2 separate regions of the Ovis canadensis genome follow, and region 2 is linked to region 1. Evidence: chromatin contacts called from public Hi-C data. All regions are on one chromosome and are shown on one strand. Each heading gives the region's core, a stretch centred on a gene start, on an enhancer-like site or on the middle of the called end of the contact. The rest is flanking DNA. Distances are from core to core; before and after follow the strand shown.

Region 1 (7,248 bases), core at 1,642-4,141:
TTGGACTGTGGAGACAATACATGAGCCACCTTCCTCACCATCCTTCCCTGTACCCCTTACTGACTCCCCAATATTAATCGTTTTTTATTCTGGTAACACCCAGACAAGAAATATTCGACTTTTCCCCCTTCACAGGAAAAGGTGGACCTGGACTGAAGGGTGTAAAATCCCTGGACCCAAACCTGGGGCAGGAAAAAGAAGAGGAAGATTAGAAGACTTTTCTTTTTTTTTTTTTTAAGAGAAAGCCCAGCGGAGCTAAACGAATGTCCCCTCATCTCCAAAGGAAAGTTCATCGGATTTTTATTCTAGAGATCTCATCTTCAGGATGTCAGTGAACATTTCTACGGCAGGAAAAGGTGTGGATCCAAATACGGTTGATACTTATGACAGTGGCGATGATTGGGAAATCGGGGTTGGAAATTTAATAATTGATTTGGACGCTGATTTGGAGAAGGACAGACAGAAATTTGAAATGAATAATTCCACCAACACTACTAGCAGCAGCAACTCTAAGGATTGTGGAGGTCTGGCCTCCAGTGGGGCCGGCGCTCCCGCAGCCTTAGCTGATGGCCTAAAATTTGCTTCTGTTCAGCCCTCTGCTCCCCAGGGGAATTCACACAAAGAGACCAGCAAATCAAAAGTGAAAAGGAGTAAAACTTCTAAGGATGCTAATAAATCTCTGCCTTCTGCTGCCTTGTATGGGATTCCCGAGATCAGCGGCACTGGCAAGAGGCAGGAAGTCCAAGGGCGCCCTGGAGAGGCAACTGGCATGAATTCAGCGCTGGGTCAAAGTGTGAGCGGCGGCGGCGGCGGCGGCGGCGGCAACCCGAACAGCAATAGTACCAGCACTGGCACCTCCGCTGCTACCGCGGGGGCAGCCTCCTGCGGGAAAAGCAAAGAGGAGAAGCCAGGTAAAAGCCAGAGCAGCCGAGGAGCCAAGCGGGATAAGGATGCGGGGAAATCCAGGAAGGACAAGCACGACCTGCTTCAGGGCCACCAGAATGGCGGTGGCAGCCAGGCCCCTTCCGGGGGGCACCTCTATGGCTTTGGGGCCAAGAGCAATGGAGGTGGCGCGAGCCCCTTCCACTGCGGGGGCACTGGGAGTGGCAGCGTCACGGCTGCCGGGGAAGTTAGCAAAAGTGCCCCGGATTCAGGGCTCATGGGAAACTCTATGTTGGTAAAGAAGGAAGAGGAGGAGGAGGAGAGCCACAGGCGAATCAAGAAACTGAAAACTGAGAAGGTAGGATAAAGTCGCCTTCTTAGATCTCCTACTTTTCTCTTTGTGTGCATTTGTGTGGGAGTCGGGGGTGGGGGGATGTGCCTCTATGTGCCTTGCACTTCGTGCTTTCTGGTTCGTTGTGAGATTTCTCTTCTGTGCATCTTTTCTGTGAACGTTTGGTCTGGGATAGCTTACTTGGGTGCAGTGTTTAGCTCTTGCTTCTGCTGCTACTGCTGCTTCTGGTGCTAGCGTTTGGGTCCTCAGGTGGTGGGAGGGTCTGAGTGCTCTAAGTACGTTTTGCCTTACCCAAGGGCTCTTGGCCAGTCAGCCAGTTGCAATGTGCTTTTAATAGAAAATCTGCTCCTGGACCCATGTACCTCTTGTCCTGGTTTCTCCCCTAAGGAGAACTGTCTTCTGTTTTAATGTGCACGTCCTAGTATTTTTGGTAATGTGTCCTCAGGTGCAGGGTTCACATTCCCTCCCCATAGAAGTATGTCTAGGATTCTAATTTACACTCCAGCCTCCACACACTGATTTTCTCCTGATGTTCTCCAAAAAATCCTGTTAAAGGATATCGTCCTGTTATTGTTCTTGAATGGAACATTGGTATCCTAGGGTCGCTGGTTTCATAACTGTGTAGCAAGAATGGAATGGTTTTGGTGGCTGCCAGGGCTCTTTCCTTGTTCCCTTGCCCAGTTCTTAGCTAGAGATTTAAAGAGTGTTATCGCTTGGATTTCTAGCTTGACCAGGGAGCTGAAAGGTTGGTAAGAAAAGTGAAATTGATTTGGTGGATTGGCGTGCTGAAATGTGAAAACAGCCAAGAGATACTCTAAATATGTGTTGCATCTGAGCATGGGGAGGGTTGATTTAGGTAATTTGGACCCTTCTGCCCATCTTTTGTCATTGTCTGAAAGTCTGGTGAGACACTGCCTTTGAGAAATTGCCCCCAGTGTTGTGCTGCTTAGTGCTGGAGGCCTAGGACTTAATGCTCTGGCAATTACTGTGCATTAAGTAATGTTCCAGAGCTGAAGGCACTCAGTCCACTGAACAGGTTGAGAGTGAGCTGGGGGAGAAGTGGTGACTCTATAAAGTTAACTCTTAATGCTGTAGATTGTGCCTTGCGGAAGCAGAATGCCTATCATGTGGTTTGTGGCATGATTGTTTGGATATATATGCTTATTCAATAATTTAATTTTTGCTATTTCTCATATTGTCAGAATTGTGAAATATTTAAGGGTGACAATTCCTGTGTCCAATTACTCACCGCTGTCTAAGATCTTTTTGTTTTCTTCTGTTCAAGATTTAAATAGGAGTACAGGAATGAAGTTTGGGGTTATATAGTTTTAGAAGTTGATGAAGGTACATTAAGGTGTAGATGATGCCAAAATCAAAAAAACCTCCTGCATGCCTGCTTCTTTAATCCATAAGCCCCTGGTCAGACAGCATTTTGAACTGATGATACATTTTTTTTTTAAATTCAGGTTTTGATTCTTATGCTGAAATGTAGAGTTTCACACGATTTCTGCTAAAGGGCATTCTGAAGTCTTATTAGTACAGTAGTGCATTTACTTTTGTTGCCAATAGTCTTCAAATTGCAGTTCTAATCTGCTCTAACTATCTAGATGAATTGCCCTAATCCAGTGCTCACAATGGCTGTGGTTAAGGAGTCAGAGCCATTTGATTGGATTCACTGCTGCCTGGAATGTGGGAGGTACTGCCCTTTTGCATTCCCCTTAGCCTTTTAATCTTCCAGCCAAATGTTCACATTCAACAATTTTGTTTAGCTGGCAATCGGGACATTTCAGTATCTCAAAGGCTGCTGTCATGGCAACTGAGATTAGAGCATGGTATTGGTTCTCCAGTTTTTTGTGTTCTTTTCACTTTCCAGTCACAGAGGAAACTGGATGAAAAATGAAAGAATTAAATTATTCATACACATGCAACTCATCTTCAGTCAGAGCAGTATAAATGTGATAATGTGAATGACCTAAATGAAGAGCAAACAAGTTATGACAGGTCTGGGGTGGAGGAGGGGAGCAAGCATATTGTATTTCGATTCACACCACTGCCAACCATAGCTGCTGGTGTGGGCACAGCGACCCTTCAGGGATGGCGCTCAGGGCCTTGAGTCCTGTAGTGCTGACCCAGGATCTGGAAGCTTGTTCCTTCAGGCTTTCCTGTCTACCTCCACCTCACCCCAGGAGGACTTTTCTTAAGAATGTTTCCTCCTTGGCACACAGGAATGGCACTGCCTTGTACAGATGATTCCCAGGGAAGCAACTCCAATGCCACGAACTCTTGGTTGTGTAAAATTTGACTTCAATTTAGAAAATAATTTCTAAATTGGGAGGAGACCTCTTGAGGAGGGAAAGATTTAGTAGGACAAGCTTTACCTGACAAGATAATTTGGACACTGAGGCATCCTTTGAGAAAGGTTTTTTGATGTTTTTGTACAATGTTTTAATTTCAAAGCCTTGTTTGATTATCTGGGTTGTGAAGAGTAAGTGTCTCAAAAGTGAAGATGATTAATTTTCAGCAGTCGGATGTGGCTCATGAAGGGGCCAAATGTGAAAACCAGAGGGGGTTGTAATGTGGTGTATGTGCTTTTTTTTCCCCTCCCTGGTTGGATGGTTCACAGGAGATTCATAAGACTTGCTGTCACCGGTTAATTTTCACAGCATGCTTAAATGTCTATTTTTGGTCTGTTTATTCTGTTTCTTCACTACAGAAAGTCATGTAAAACATGATAAATTGGACCTTATGAAACCTAATTAAATCAATGAGCGTTCTCCTCCTTTATGTGGAAACCACAAGTATGTTGTAAAAGTCGCCACTCCCTTAATACGTGAACAAAATCAAAACATGCCATAATTCTAAGATGTTTGAGCTGTATTTCTATAGCCCATTTTGTGGTTAAGCCACCAGTGACGTGTCTGAATAAGTAGATTTGACAGGTTGGGTTTTGGTTGTTAAAACCTGCTTCTCCACCTGCCCCCTCCTTTTCTTTTGAAGCATAATAGCCTGCATTGAGGCTCTTCTGCATGTGTCCTTAACTGTCTTATAGTTTTGACTTATCAGACACAGGCAATCAGCTGGGCTAAAGTTCAGTATGGTATATGGGTTTATTTGATCACTGAGAAATTAAAAAATACGTAGATGAATTCTTAAAAACAGCTGAGATTTCAGATACACATTAAAAGCACAGGAAATCTTATGTTTGGGTCTGGGCTTCTAACTATTCAGTGTACATTTAGCAAAGAGAATGATTTCAATAATATTGTGCTGCTTTCATTAAACTGGTCCTTAACAGCCTACATGTGGTATCTACAAATGGACCTGTCTATAAAGGATATCATTCATTTTATTCTCTTGTAGAAGCCTTTTTACACTTCACTAGGGAATTCTGGCACGTTGTCTGAGTGTGAGTAGTTGAAGAACATATTTTGATTAATGAGTTTTGTGAATGATAGGGTTCCCCCCAAATACAGTGCCCCTACAGATTCTAGTTAGAGAGCACAGTTTATCTACTGTGAAATAAAAGGGCAGAAAGGTCACTTGCTATAATTAAAGAACAAAGTCCATTGTTGTTGGACAGCAAACTGTTTGGAAAGCTACATAAGGGACTTAGCTGTTAAAAAGGTTGGTAACTAAGGGCAGCTCCCAATCAGCATTGATTCAGCTCCTTTCTTTTTATTGGCTTCCTCATAGGGTGACAGGGCTTTTGAGATGGGCTGCCCTTTCCCCAAGGAAGTTTTCTGTGAGAACCCATGGTAGCTTGGAATATTTGCATGGCCAGGCACATCACTGGGTTCTGAGCATAGTATCTGAAATCTGCTGGGTTTGCTGGAGAGATGTAAAAAAAAGAAAACTCAACAACTGATTGTGCTAAAAGAGATAAATAATGTTTACCAACTTTTAATAACTTTGCAAATAGTCTGTAAAAAGAAGGGGAGGGTGGGCGAGAGGGATTGATTGTCAAAATGTCATGAGGTTAAGAATGCTCTTCGAGTAAAATTGCTTGGCTGCAAGATGGTTTTAATTAGAGTGTTATAAAGACTTATTTTTCCTAAGCAGCATTTTATAGTTAGTAAATGAAATGTATGCCGAAAGTGCTAAGCAGAAATCTCCCTAACCACAGAGGTGTTCAATAACCAGATTCAAACAACATGGAAAGAACCATCTGTTCTTCATTTTCAGCATGAAAAACATGGGTTGAATGGCTGAGATTTGCTCCAATTTTGACTGTGCCTGTGTGTGCCTGTTTTTTTTTTTTAATTTAAAAAAAGTTCACCTGGTACTTCATAGAAACTCAGAATTGCAGTAATATGAGCAACACTGTGAAAACACATGTTCCTACATTTATTTTAACCAGTTCCACTTTTATTTAAAAGATTTCCAGAAGCCCAGCCATTGAGCACTTTAATAATGGTTATTCAGTTCCTGCAGGCAATCACAATGAGGGGTCAGTTCTTCAAAGATCTAACTATTTAGTCAGTATCTGAATTATTCTGTCAATTTTCCCCCTGGAGGCAAGAGGGGCAAAGGCTCTCCCAGGCTAGCTCTGGTCAGCGATTATCGGTTAATCTAATTGTATGTGGTAGTGTCCTGAACCAGTATTTGCTCTCCATAGACCTTACTCTGGTTCAGAACTATTAGTCTGGGATTGTTGATCATGAGGAAAATATTCTTTTACCGACAATAACTTTGGAGTCCTTGACTTTTAGACCGCCAAGCTTCTGGGTTCTGGTTTTAGTAAGAGCCCTGGGTAAAACATTATCCGGCCTTTGTTTGAGGTCTTTTATAGAAGCTAATGACTGGGCTTGTGCCTCCCTGAGATAAATGACATTATCTCTGAGTGGGCTGACAGGAAACAGACATGTTAATGGTGAAGCTGCAGGGAGGATGTGCCTGGGTTCTGACAAAGTGGAGAAGGAACCCCTGGTTCCTTCCTTGTCGTCATTAACACGTGCGTTCCTGTTCTTCCTAAGAGGCTCTTGATAATTGGAAAGCTATTTTAGCCGCGAACACTTAAATCATAAATCTACCACTCCTCCTTCCTTTGCATTCTTCAAAGTAGTAAAGTAATGTGTTTTTTGTTAACAAGTGTGTGATCTGGGCTTTAAGAACGGTGGCAGTTCAAGGTGGTGTGGTAGTGACATTTGGGAGGGCTGCACAGCCCATGCTTTTATCAGATGGGATCTCTGTCTTTCACCGTGGCTCAGTCATCCCCCTACTTAAATAAATGAAGGAAGAAGTGGGTCCAAAAACTAAAAAGAAATCATTTTTATTCTTGAAGAGGTCTGGTGGGAGAGGGATAAAATCTAGTTTTTTCTGAGCTGGGGAGATTTTGCTCAGTGATTTGAATGTGATGAAACCTGCCTTTTGAAGTGTGTGTTTAAAAAGTCATGGCTATAATTGAGTTTCAATGCAGTTTAAACTCTCTGCTTCTTGAACGGAGATAATTGCCATGTTGAACACACTCTAGACGTGCAGAAGAGGTGGAATGATCATGTTATTCTATTCTTTAATATTAAGCACTGGAAGTTTTTCATAGTAATTACTGTAGCACAACATAGTTTTGATTGCCAGCACTCTGAACATGCCGGTGATCTGAACATCAAGGGTTTTGCTTGAATACTAAACAGTTGATTCCTAAGTTACTTGTATTGCATTCTTGTAGAACATAGAAACCAGAACTAAGGAAATACTGAGAGATCCTTAGCAACAGCAGAGTAGAAATAATCCGTCTTCACTAGTACTATTGTTAATAAATAGTAATACCCTCTTAATCTGTACACTTAAAGTTACAGGGAAAGAGAACAGGTGAAATCTCTGTCTCAAGAATGACTTCAGTCATCATTACAGGCTCTTAGAGGGATCAGACTGGTACCCTGTGACTGGTATTTATTTCATAGACATGTGTATAGAAATGTTATAATTTCATATACAGCTGTTGGATTGGGAGTGGATTGGGAGTTTTTAGTTACTGTGGGCTTTATTCTTTCCAAAAAAGTCACAGTTGATTTTTC
Region 2 (7,248 bases), core at 2,105-4,604, 91 kb after region 1:
GACTGTAGCCCACCAGGTTCCTCTGTCTATGGGATTCTCCAGGCAAGAATACTAGAGTTGTAGCCATTCCCTTCTCCAGGGGATCTTCCCAACCCAGGGATTGAACCCAGGTCTCCTGCATTGCAGGCAGATTGTTTACGTCTGGGCCACCCAGGAAGCCTCATGTGGGTAGGAAGGGAAGATGATCAATCTGGTGGGATACTTGAGAAGATAAAGATGAAAAGGACTTGTACAGTGTCCCCAGCACCTGACAAATTGGCAAGATGTTTGAAAGAATAAATGTGCAGTAAAATTAATTCTTTTGGAATAAATGTACATTTATTTTTAGTTTATGTGAGAAAAATAACCATACCCAGATTTATAAAATTTGAACTTTTAAAAGGACTCATTTTCACAAAAGTATAGTCTGTTTTCTATCACCACGGGTTAGAAAGTGTTCAAGATGTGACTTCAAAAAGATAAGTCCTTTATATGTTTTTTTAGAGTTCAACACTACCTTTGTACTTGGCCCCTCACGATAGGATGTTGTCTGAACACAGACTTCCTGACAAAGAAACAGTATGCTTTGTAGTTTATATGAGAAGCGTTCCTTAAGCCCTCATTCCCATAGAGCAGATTGGGCCGCATAAACATGTGCATGCCTGTATTCTGCACGTGAATTCTAGGCTGACATAAATATTCCATGACATTGTGAAGTGGATTGTGCATATAAGGGAAAAATAGACCAAACACACGTATTTAATTAGAGAAACTATTCACATCTTCCCAGGATTAGAGCATTCATTTTGAGCATCTTTTAAAATATGGAGGGGATTCTAGGAAAATTAGCCTAACTTATTGAGGCCCTTTTAGGTTGAAAATGGACATTTTTTAAAAAGAATTTTATTCCCACCAAGTGCTAATAATGGTGATTTTTACTTGTACTTAGATAAGTGTGGCGTCTAGAAACAGTATCAGGAGATGGGAATAGTTTTGCAGTGTGGAGTTGTTTCGCCTGTGATAGCTTCACCCGAAAACTCCACATACTCAGTGATTAACTCCTGCATATTGGGGTCCGTCCTCTCCGGCTCCCAGGTTTCCCTTTGTCCTGTTCCAAGACCAGGAATTCGATGCTGAGGGTGGTGTGCAGGCTGATGTGCTTCATGGAGCAACTTTGCGTGGGTCGTGGTGGGAAACTCAGCGCGGTCACGTGGACAGTAGCCTTTCATCACACGGATCAGCCCGCATTGATTTACGCAGCTGGGCAGCCCTCTGTCCCCAAGAGAACCCGGGCTTGGGGAGCGTGCCCCCGCCTCGTGGACGGTCCACAGCTGTGGCAGCCGGGCCGCCGCCTCTTCCCCCGGCGATACTCCTTTATCCCCAGCCTTTGCTCCGGGCGGCCGCCCTCGGCTCAGCCAATCAGACGCTGGCGTTCCCAGCAGGCGCCGGCCAATCCATGGCCAGCATTTGCTGGAAACGCGAAACCCTTAGGGGAAAAGCAATAACAAAAGCCTTTCACTGCAGACAAATGTTAAGTGTCTGCGCAGACTTTTCCTGTTTTTAATTTTATTACTGTAAGAATGGAGGGTTTGTTGTTTCTTTCATGTTTCCTTTCAAGCAATTTTAATTATACATTTGTGCTACATCAGGGACTCAGGAACGCAGTGATTCAGCCTATTGCATCTAAAGCTAAAATGCAGTAACCTTCTGGCAATACAGATATATTCCTGCGCTGTAAATATAGCTGACATGCTAAAGAATTTTAAGCAGCTGCAAAGGTCTTTGACACCACACACAGTGCCCCAGAGAGCAAATGATGAGAAAACCAGCTCGGTCTTCCCCTTCGCCTGGTCTCCACCCCTCCCTTTTCCTGAAGGGTTGTGCTCATAAAGAATCCTTTCCTCCAATTCTTCTGTCTTGTGCACATTTTTACCAAATGCCTAATTACCATTGACTCTCATCTCAATAAGCATTTTTATACTCAATGACTTGAGTGGGGTTTTTTTTTCCCTGTGAAGGAATTAGAATGGAATCAACTATGATTTGAGGAAACGCTTACTTTCCTTCATGTAATCTCCCCTCCCCCCCCACCACCATTGATATAGTGAGTAAATTCAGCTGTCACCTAAGTAATAGTAACAGACCATATGGGAAACAATTTTTAAATCTCTTTTTGGGACTTTTGAAAGAAATCCTTTCTTCCCCACTACTTGAGTCCCAACTATCCAAATATTTTACCTGCTATTAAAGACATTCCCAAGGAAATGAGTCTTACCTTGTGAGGGGTCCCTTACCACAGAGGAGTTCAATACAAGTTCTCTGCAGAATTCAAATAGCAGTGAGCAAGTGTAGTAAGCCAGCTAAAAATAGACTTTGAGTATTATCTCTTGGTGTTTCCAAGGAAGAAGGGAGACTGGTGGTTTATAGAAACTAAGACACACTTTATTTCTTTACCCTAATAGTTTATATATGTCTCAAAAGCAAAATCTACCTCCTTTTAATGTGTGCTTTTAAAGAAATGAGTTGTTTTTTATTATAATTTTTTTTAAGGCACTTGTCCTCTGGAGAAATAAAGAGGATGTTATATTTTGTTTCCCTCTGACATTTGGTATACTAAGTGCACTTAAGTTTAGTAATTCACAGATGCAGTGCTAAATTAAATTGTCTGTCTGCAAAGCAGTTGGGAAAAGCAGAATGGCTTGCAGGAAACAAGTGTGTTCGTGTTGAGGGTTTTTTTTTTTTTTCCTTATCCTCTGTGGCAAGTGCTTACTAAAGCTGATTCTAAAGATAACCCCAAGAGCAAACCTATTGTGTACATATATTTTCTTAAGAGGGCTATTTTAGGAGTCCTTACTATGAAACAAGACCAAACAGTGAAATAGATACCATGCTAAGGCTAATTCTTGTCTCACAAAGCCAGAGAGGAGAGGATTAGGAAGAATAAATCATAGCTGATTGTCTCCTATCTGAGCTCCAAGCTCCCTCTTGCATGCACATCATTTTTTTCCCTAAATAAAAATCACCATTATTTTATATTATTGAATTGGAAACAAAACCGATTCCTTTCAGTCACTTTCTGTTTTAAGCACTGGTAACTGGCGCTTAGTTTTTGTTGGCTGCTTGCCAAACGAAAGCAATTATGTGTAATAATAGAAAAATTAAGAGGTGAGTGTTGCTGTTTTACAGCAGGACATGGCAAAAACCATTTCCTTCTGTCAGCAGTATCTTGATTACCCTCTCACACACAGCCTTACCCTTTTGTACCACACAAGTATCTCATGAACACACACACACTTACACACACACACACACACACACACACATGATTTCCTGTGGGTTTTTGCTTGAGGTCACTGAAACCAGAAAGAGGAAGCATGCAAACCACAGCTTTTGAAGCAAATGAGAATAGAGCTTTGCTGGTAAAAAGTATAGTAATAATAAATGAACTAGAAATAGGGTAATTTGTGCTAACCTTGGTCCTTCTTCATTCCCCACTCCTGCAGGTGTCCTAGTGGTCAATGTCACGTGGAGGAACAAGACTTACGTAGGGACCTTACTGGACTGCACCAAGCACGACTGGGCCCCTCCCAGGTAGGCACGGGGCCTTTGATTTCAGCCTCTGTCTTTCTCTCCTCCTTCCTCTTCTTCCCCTCTCCTTCTCTTTGCAAGGAAACTACAGAGAGAGATTAATAATACTTAAAAGTCAGTTTGTAATTGAAACCAAGCAAAAGAGCAATGAGCAATTCAGGATTGAACACAATAAAATGCAGATGCCACATTGCTTGTTTTTTGGGTGATCGCTATTTCCTGCCCCTCCTTTATCTCCTTTGTTTTCTTTTTCGTCAACATGGGAATTTGAACTGCATTGAAAACTTAGCTACCTGAGCTGGTTTTCTGAGGAAGACCATAAGCCATTGGTAGCCTGATCTGTCATAGGTATTGAAATTGTCAGTGGAAGAATTGGGTGTCTTTTCCTCATCTGGGCCCAGCGCTCAAGCTGCTGGGGAGTTGACTGCTCTTTACTACATTGCGTGCCTTGTGATTTCACCTGGCTCCTTTGGAAATGCTCGTTTTGACCGCTGTTACTTGCTTCCCTAGGTTCTGCGAGTCACCAACCAGCGACCTGGAGATGAGAGGGGGCCGAGGCCGAGGGAAAAGAGCAAGGTCTACCGCAGCTGCCCCGGGCTCGGAGGCCAGCTTCATAGAGTCCAGAGGGCTGCAGAACAAGAACAGAGGAGGGGCCAATGGGAAGGGGAGGCGGGGCAGCCTCAACGCCAGCGGGCGGAGGACACCCCCGAATTGTGCTGCTGAGGACATCAAAGCCAGCCCCTCCTCCACCAACAAAAGGAAAAACAAGCCTCCAATGGAGCTAGACCTGAACTCCAGCTCCGAGGACAGTAAGCCCGGGAAGCGTGTCCGCACAAATTCCAGAAGCACTCCCACCACCCCTCAAGGGAAACCAGAGACGACTTTTTTGGACCAGGGCTGTTCTTCTCCTGTGTTGATTGATTGTCCCCACCCAAACTGCAACAAAAAGTACAAGCACATCAACGGCCTCAGGTACCACCAGGCTCATGCCCACTTAGACCCAGAGAACAAGCTGGAGTTCGAACCAGATAGTGAGGATAAGATCTCAGACTGCGAGGAGGCCTTGAGCAACGTGGCGCTGGAATGCAGCGAGCCAAGCACAAGTGTATCAGCTTATGAGCAGGTGAAGGCGCCAGTGTCCCCTGGCTCAGGGAACCCCCCCGGCACCCCCAAGGGAAAGAGAGAGCTCCTGAGCAACGGCCCAGGTTCTGTTATTGGAGCGAAGGCTGGGAAGAATTCTGGCAAAAAGAAGGGTCTTAACAATGACCTCAATAATCTTCCAGTCATCTCCAACATGACAGCCACCTTAGACAGCTGCTCAGCAGTGGACGGCAGTTTGACTGTGGAAATGCCCAAACTGGAAGCAGAAGGATTAATTGATAAGAAAACTTTGGGAGAGAAAGAAAAGGGCAAAAAAGCCAACAATTGCAAAATGGACAAAAATCTCTCTAAACTTAAAACTGCCCGGCCCATTGCCCCTGCCCCAGCTCCCACACCCCCGCAGCTAATCGCTATTCCCACTACAGCCTTTCCAAGCACCACTACGGGGACCATACCCGGACTGACCACAGTTGTTCAGGCCACACCAAAGAGTCCTCCGTTAAAACCCATTCAGCCAAAGCCCACAATTATGGGGGAGCCCATCACCGTGAACCCAGCCCTCGTGTCCCTCAAGGACAAAAAGAAAAAGGAGAAGCGAAAGCTGAAGGACAAAGAAGGGAAAGAGACGGGGAGCCCGAAAATGGATGCAAAGCTGGGCAAACTCGAGGATGCCAAGGGGACTGGGAAAGATTTATCCGGACATTTTTTAAAGGACCATCTCAGCAAGAATGAAGGGCTGGCAAATGGACTGTCTGAGTCTCAAGAGAGTCGAATGGCTAGTATCAAAGCCGAGGCTGATAAGGTTTACACTTTTACAGACAACGCTCCCAGCCCTTCCATCGGGAGTGCCTCAAGGATGGAGTGCAGCACTTTGGTGAACGGACAGGCGCCCATGGCCCCGCTGCACGTGCTGACCCAGAACGGAGCCGAGAGTTCTGCGGCCAAGACGAGCAGCCCCGCCTACTCAGACATCTCCGATGCTGCTGATGACGGTGGTTCTGACAGCAGGTCAGAGGGCGTGAGGTCGAAGACCAGTTCCCCATCAGATATACTCTCTAGTAAGGACGGCGCTGCGAAAGGACATTCTTCAACGACAGCACAATCATCTCAAATGAAAGAGTCCCACTCTCCCTATTACCATGGCTACGATCCTTATTATTCTCCCAGTTACATGCACCCTGGGCAGGTGGGCGCCCCTGTAGCTGGGAATGGCGGGAGCACCCAGGGGATGAAGATCAAGAAGGAGTCTGAGGAAGAAGCGGATAAGAAAGACAAGGCAGAGCAGCTCGAGGCTAAGAAAGTGGACCATAATCCTGCATCCTTACAGCCTCAGCACCAGTCGGTGATCACCCAGAGACACCCGGCCCTGGCTCAGTCACTGTATTACGGCCAGTATGCCTATGGGCTCTATATGGACCAGAAGTCTCTGATGGCCACCAGCCCTGCCTATAGACAGCAGTATGAGAAGTACTATGAGGACCAGAGGCTGGCAGAGCAGAAAATGGCCCAAACTGGGAGAGGAGACTGTGAAAGGAAAAACGAGCTCCCTTTGAAAGAGCTGGGCAAGGAGGACAGTAAACAGAAAAACATGCCATCGGCCACAGTCTCAAAAGCTCCCTCTACTCCGGAGCCTAACAAAAACCATTCTAAACTAGGGCCGTCAGTGCCTAATAAAACTGAGGAGACAGGTAAATCGCAGCTTCTCTCCAGTCACCAGCAGCAGCTTCAGGCCGACAGCTTCAAAGCTAAGCAGATGGAAAACCACCAGCTTATTAAGGAGGCTGTAGAAATGAAATCTGTCATGGACTCTATGAAGCAGACAGGTGTAGACCCAACCTCGAGATTTAAACAAGTAAGATTGGGGAGCGTGGCCCCCACAGGGAGAGAGCAGCCTGAGATTTGTACATGGCTGGTCTTGATCTGGTTAGAATTCTTCACAGGAAATCAACCAAGGGTTCCTTAGGCTGGATTTCTCTTCTCTTGAAAAGTGTTTTAAGTGACACTCTCAGGATTTCTTGTGTATCTCTGAAATGTACATTGATCGCTATTTCCTAGTCACGTGGTGTAGTAAAAAGAATCTTGGCCGTGTGCTTTGCAGATTCATGTTCCCTGCCTTAACTGATTCTGATGTCCCTTATTGTCTTACTGAGTCCAAAGTGAGGGAATTCTATCCTGTGGTGGCTGAGGTCCCTTCTAACTAACTCTAAGATTCTGAGTCTGAGAACTCAAATAATTTGTTCTTTTACATTTCCAAATTTATTTTGGCATCTTCTGGGGATATTAAGACAGGGTCCTTAAATTCACATTTCCTACTTACCTTTTTAATGAAACTTGGAGTGTCTTAAGGCGTCTAGACTTCTGTTTTATGTGCTACGTGAAGGGCCTCAAAGCAGGGCTCAGTGCCTCTCGCTTGTGAGGAGAGTGAGGAGGTAAAAGGATGGGCCTCGGGCAGTCATCCCAGAGCCCCGCGGTCGGCCAGCCTGAGGTTCAATGTGCCGACACCTGAAAATCGGTCACCGTGAAACCACACGTGTGCTAGCATTTTCTGTCACGATTCAGACGTCCTGTCTCAACTGTAGT

Evidence for each region. A called contact is a pair of places that touch in the nucleus more often than the background predicts.
Region 2: a Hi-C map of lung shows a contact between it and region 1, with 2.2 times the contacts expected there. The contact joins the promoter of LOC138440597 here to the enhancer-like site in region 1. A contact is called at or near these places in 2 of 2 Hi-C or Micro-C datasets (fibroblasts and lung).

Annotation. Positions count from the first base shown.
Region 1 is chr5:41,709,025-41,716,272 of ARS-UI_OviCan_v2, forward strand. The region is part of intron 1 of ZNF608 (zinc finger protein 608); the gene reads left to right. Among named protein-coding and RNA genes, the nearest start is that of ZNF608, 8.0 kb to the left of the region's middle. Within about 2 kb of position 2,892, the one cell type or tissue checked has open chromatin away from gene starts, as enhancers often do. A contact at or near this core is called in fibroblasts, where this site is marked.
Region 2 is chr5:41,799,304-41,806,551 of ARS-UI_OviCan_v2, forward strand. It overlaps LOC138440597, which reads right to left and starts at 3,355. Exons shown (of 3, transcript XM_069590282.1): 1 at 3,302-3,355; 2 at 2,255-2,339; 3 at 1-1,465. The coding sequence starts at 3,355. The coding sequence ends at 954. ZNF608 (zinc finger protein 608) reads left to right here. Exons shown (of 9, transcript XM_069591645.1): 3 at 3,483-3,570; 4 at 4,078-6,520.